Linked DNA regions of Mus musculus: region 1 is linked to region 2. The links are chromatin contacts, called in public HiChIP or PLAC-seq maps. All regions are on one chromosome and are shown on one strand. The core of a region is the stretch at or near the end of the contact, and the rest is flanking DNA. Distances in the headings are between cores, read along the strand shown.

Region 1 (2,700 bases), core at 59-2,558, 190 kb after region 2:
CCACTCCCAGAACACCCCACCTGCAAACAGAGATGCTCTACTCTTACACATGGGTTGGGATCCCTTGCAGAGAGCTCGGAAAGCCAACTGCAGGCAAACAAAAACAAGGTGGTGACTTACCCACGGAGGCTGTGTATGGCTCTGACAGAGGATGCTGGCTGGGCAGAGCCATCTTGGTGGCAGAAGGATAAGGCCCATAGCCTTGAAAGAAGCTTCCAAATGCAACAGCAAAGCAAAGCACAACGACCTAGAGGTAAGGAGAGAACACGGGGAGCTGTAGAGCTCAGACTGTGGGTGGCTGACCTCTGGGAACAAGGGACAAGAAAGAGCACAAGTCTGTTAGGGGTCAGGTCACCCTCACTTGTGTCCTTGAAATGACGAGACAAGGGGAAGCCTTGGAACGGGATGTATGGTCTCTCTGGCTTCATTCATTGTTAGCATTTTCAAGGTAGGGGAGTCTGGAAATGGGGGGCTTGCCAGGGGAGGAAGTCCCTTTGGGAAACTCACCATGAGGCAGGTGCCAGTCTGTGTGCCAGCTAACTTGCAGGTTCGAGAGACCTTCCCCATCACCAAAGTCTGAAGCTTCTGAAGTTGCTGAAGGAGAGTCCTGCCACGGTGATAAGTGAAAGTCAGGAAGGGGCACGTGAGAGCGAGCTGCTCTGAACGACTCTCCCGCAGAAGTCATAGCGGCTTCACACCTGTGACTGAGCAGGGTCTGGAAGCACGGCAAAAGGACTACACCTGGGCGGGTGTCCTTTGGACTACACCTGCTGGCAGCGCCACCGCAGAACCCCCTGGAGCTTCAGAGTCAGCCTTGACAACAGCTCTGCAGCCTGCAGCTGTTCTGGGCAAGAGAGGAGCCCCCAAATCAACCCTGACAGGCAGAAACTTGTCTGTCAGCCAATGAGGGAAGAAAAGGACACTCTGGTTGGATGACTCCCCTCTCTCCAAGTTCCTATGTTCAGACTGAAGCTGCAATATAATGATAATAGGCAGGGGGTGTGGGGTGAGTAGCCTTGAGAATAGAGTTTTAATAACAGGACGAGTGCCCACATAAGGGGCTAAAAGTACAGTTCTTCACTACATGGGAACACAGCTAGGAGCTGTCGTTTTTTTCTTTGCACCAGAAGGCAGCCTTTACCAGACACCGAATCTGCCAGCACCTTGATCTTGGCCGCCTCTGCCTCCAGTACAGCAAGAAATGCATTTCTGTTGTTTCCAAGCCAGTCCTTTTATGGTATTGTGTTACAGCAGTCTGAACTGACTAGGGCAGTGGTAATTACAAAGGAGGCTCGTTTCACCAAGAGATGAGAGACACTGATCTATAAAAACAAAAACAAGAGAAGGAGAGAAACAAAGGCCGGCAGAGAACAATAGCAGGAGGGGCCAGAGGTGGTGGCTTGACTGGAAATGGCCAGTCCATCAGTGAGCGGCAAGTTTACACAGAGCACTCTGCAGAGGAAGGGAGGGAGCAGGGAAGAGGAGAGAGGGAAAGGGGGATGGTACTCCCCAGCTAGGACAACTGTGGATGTTCAGAGATGAGGACAGCAGTATACACACTGTAATATCAGGATGTTGTGTGGGAGCATCTTTGCAAATCCTAAACCAAGAATGGCAAGACATAGCAGGGGTCTGGCAGCACATCCTCCCAGGTTAGAGTGTCTCCCGGGACTCAGGGGGACTAGCATAAAGCCTGGGACCCCTGCCTCATTCTCATCAGCTCTGCTCAAGGCCGGCATCCACTACAAAATGGAAAGGGTTTGTGAGAACATACGGTCTGAGTATCAAAGATTTTCAGAAAACAGCGAACCGTGATGGAATGTTTGAAAGCCAGGCAAGAAGAATTCTGGGATTTCCTCACATCTTGCTTGCCATCACAGCCTACCCGCGGCATGTCTTTCCAATGATGAAAACACATGCAAGCTTTTCTGAGGTTTGTAATTCTGTCCTGCCCAGTATCAAAGACATGAATTCTCTTAGTTTAAGCAAGGGTAGGCTGGCTTTGAGATGGTTTTCCTTTCTGCAGTATCAGTGGAGGTAGACTTGGTGAAAGAATTTGAACAGCCCTCAGCACACATGGTAGAAGGCTTTCTAAACTCAAAAAAATCTCCCTGTGGTCCTACCCACTCTGTGTTTTTTGCCATGTGGAATAATTTTAGGATAGCAAGATAATATTTCCTATGGAAGGCTATTGTACTCAATCATACTTTTCATTTTGGCTATATAAAAGCATGACCAGATGGGGTTAGACATGACCCTTATTAATTTATCAAAGTAGGATTTGCTTTAAAAGCACACTGCATGTTGCTCAAGGTGAAGAAATGCTGATAGCACACTTATTTTAAATTCCACTTTAAAAGTTCATAACCAAGAGTCCCTGTGCTGCAGAACTTTCTTCTGTCGTAGAATTTCCTCTCTGTCCTGCCTAAGCTTCCTCAGAAGCCTCTGCACTACCCACCAACACAGCCCCCACCGCAGCAGCACCAGATACTGAGTGAGCTCTTGCCTGGCCAATGGCTCAGTGGAACTCATTCTACAGACTTGCCATCCTGCCAGCCGTAGCATGTGTGTGTGTAGCATGTGACTGTCATCTGTAATGCCAGCCCCAAGTTCCTCTCGAGGTTCTCCCTCAAGTCCTGGGACCTATATACAAGCAAGCCCACAGGCAGGAACACTTCTTCCAAGGCATCGATCCTAAGG
Region 2 (2,700 bases), core at 110-2,609:
CTAAGGGGCAAGGCATAATTATAAAACAGTTTGGACAGAACAAAGGCCCACTTCCAGAGTTACTGGCTACAGTCTTAAAGACAGAGGAGAGCTCTAACTGTAAACTGAGTCACCTCTGCAGGGGAGGCATGTGACATTTAAGAAGACACATATTATCTATGGCACTGACACACTTCTAAATGGGCTAACTCACTCGAAACTGAGAGCTTGGATTCCGGCCCAGGAGACAAGAATATTTTTGGTTTCTATTTTGGACATTACTTCCTCCCCATTCTAGTAATTTAGCTTATTTCTTCCCAAACTGGTTTGGCTGACATGTATCTTCACGGTGTCAGAGGGAACGGCCTCTACAGGTTGTCACTGGGAGGGTGAAGGGAGGCCACTATTAGAAGCAGAAAGACCAAGCCTCTCCATGTGTATGATCTCACAGTGCTGCAATAGGAAAGACCGGGGGGTGGGGGTGGGGAGTGGGGGCGGGGTCACTTGGCACTGGAACAGGTTATATTTGGAGTCATGCTTAGCAAGCTTTTCAGGAACTAGAGATGATGTGAGTTCCCATCAGTTTCCAAGGGTAAGTTCACTTCTTACTGACTGAGCAGAGGCATTACAATCAATTTATGCCCTGGCATCAGTAACAAGGCAGCCCTTGGGCTGTCATGCACTCTCTGCTTTAAAGAGAAAACAAGCAGAAGACGGTGCCTGGCTCTTCAGGTAGCCAGAGCCCTAACTGAAGGTCTCACAGAAGTTAAGCAAGAAACACTAACTGGTTTCTGTTTGTAGGTTAATTCACTATGAGCAGAGGAACACACACACACACACACACACACACACACACACACACACACACACACACACACACACGGTGAAGGAAGTGAAAAGTATCACATTACATAGATAAGAGATGATCCCTGCCTGGGGATGGGAGTGGAGACAGAGACAGAGAGAAACAGGGAGAGAGGGAGAGACAGACAGACAGAGAAAAGACAAAGAGACAAAGACAGATGAGAGGAAGGAGATAGGGAGAGGGGGGAAGGAAGGTACAGAAAACAGCAGTCTACATGCTGGGTTGGGCCCAGTGGTCACTGTTGTCCTCAGGAGACTGGGGCACCTTACTGAAGGCTGACAGGACACTTTTATGCACCATCAGGAGACAGCCTGTATACAGGCAGTAAGAACAAATAGTGACAACGTTATAAAGAAAATGCGACTGACCGACCGGAGTCCCAGGACACCTCTTGAGTAAACCGAGTCAAAGAGGTGGTCGGGGCTTTGAGGAATAAGCTACAGAGGTGGGGGTGGCAGGCATCGGAATATGTGTCACTAAGGAGGGAACTGAGAAGGGGAAGATGGAGTCCCTAAAGCTAATCAAAGACATGCGCACAAAGCATGAAGACTGTCTCCCGGCCTGTGCTCCCAGCCAAGCTATGCAATACCCAATCTGTGCTCACTCAGCCGGCACTCAGGATCCTCAGGAGCAGACCCCTTCCCAAAGCCTGGGACCATTGTTTTATAGGGAATAAACTGTGTTCCCTAGGAGACTTGGGCACATATGCTGGATTCAGAGTGGGGTCCTTTCTACAAAAACTAGGACCCTTGGGACAGAGCTTTCAAACTCATGTTGACCTGGATCTGCCCTGCATCTCTATGTGTACCCTGAACAGCTTCCCCATCTGTTTTCAAGTTGGTGAGTTAATGCAACTACAGGTAAAGTCAGGGTGTCAGAGAGCTGGGGTGTTGACATGGTGCCTAGTCCCCTGAACTCTGGAGGTAGGAAGCAAGAATTTCTGCCCAAGAATCAAGGAAGCTGTGAAGAACAAGGGGCTCCCAACAGCCCTGCTCTACACTGTGCTACGGGGCCAAGACCCTCAGGAGTGCCACTACCCAGCATTCTATGAAACCAGGACCTCAACTAAGGCTACTGACTGGAGTGCCTGTCCGTGTGTGTGTGTGTGTGTGTGTGTGTGTGTCTGTGTGTGTGTCTGTGTCTGTGTGTGTGTCTCTGTGTGTGTGTGTGTGTGTGTCTGTGTCTGTGTGTGTCTGTGTGTGTCTGTGTATGTCTGTCGGGGTGTGTGTCTGTGTATGTCTGTCGGGGTGTGTGTGTGTCTGTGTGTTTGTGTGTCTGTGTGTGTATGTGTCTGTGTGTGTGTTTATGGGCGCTGGAAAGCCAAACCAGAGGGTTCTGTATGTCTCACTCCCCCACCTCCCATTTCGTCTTTTTGTGGTATTCTGTTTATTTGGGAGACTTTTAAAAGTAAAGCAGTCTGATAGCTAGCTGTGTAGCAGATGTGTTCTCAGACTGCTTCTCCAAGGGAAACTAAAAGAAAGGGTTGTCCTAGAGAAATGGTCAAGAAATTCCTGAACTCATCATTTGGTCCCCTGAACAGAATGGCCAGTTAATACCCAGTGTATTTGGCAAAAAAAAAAAAAAAAAAAAAAAAAAAAAAAGCCTTCATTTTAAAGCAGGAGTCATTTAAACTCTTACAGAAAAAGTCAACTGAAGTATGTCTAGCCATCTCCTCCTTCCTGAATGTTTTGTGCAATAGGGTACTGCTCACTGCTGGGCTTCTGTCTGCGGATATCACAGCAGCCTGGAGATAGGTGTTCCAGAGCCACACCAAAGCCTCCCTGGGGCGTGTTCCCTAACTTCTGCTGTCCTACCCGACATTCAGCAGATCAAGATCACTGTCACAGGGTGCCCAC

What was found. HiChIP or PLAC-seq counts read pairs in DNA pulled down with a chosen protein or histone mark.
Region 1: an H3K27ac HiChIP or PLAC-seq map of extraembryonic endoderm stem cells shows a contact between it and region 2, with 3 times the contacts expected there. The contact joins two enhancer-like sites. A contact is called at or near these places in 1 of 15 datasets of contacts at CTCF or cohesin (the NIH/3T3 cell line), 5 of 484 Hi-C or Micro-C datasets (the STO cell line, differentiating spermatogonia, embryonic stem cells and 1 more), 6 of 115 datasets of contacts at active chromatin or transcription factors (embryonic stem cells, extraembryonic endoderm stem cells, stem cell-derived neural progenitor cells and 1 more) and 3 of 9 other capture datasets (adipose tissue, embryonic stem cells and liver).

Annotation. Positions count from the first base shown.
Region 1 is chr6:37,335,708-37,338,407 of GRCm38.p6, forward strand. Creb3l2 (cAMP responsive element binding protein 3-like 2) reads right to left here. Exons shown (of 12, transcript NM_178661.4): 9 at 508-607; 10 at 121-247. Among named protein-coding and RNA genes, the nearest start is that of Dgki, 37 kb to the left of the region's middle. Within about 2 kb of position 1,309, at least 68 of the 459 cell types and tissues checked have an H3K27ac peak or open chromatin away from gene starts, as enhancers often do. A contact at or near this core is called in extraembryonic endoderm stem cells, where this site is marked.
Region 2 is chr6:37,143,567-37,146,266 of GRCm38.p6, forward strand. All of the region lies in intron 2 of Dgki (diacylglycerol kinase, iota), which reads right to left. Among named protein-coding and RNA genes, the nearest start is that of Dgki, 160 kb to the right of the region's middle. Within about 2 kb of position 1,360, at least 39 of the 459 cell types and tissues checked have an H3K27ac peak or open chromatin away from gene starts, as enhancers often do. A contact at or near this core is called in extraembryonic endoderm stem cells, where this site is marked.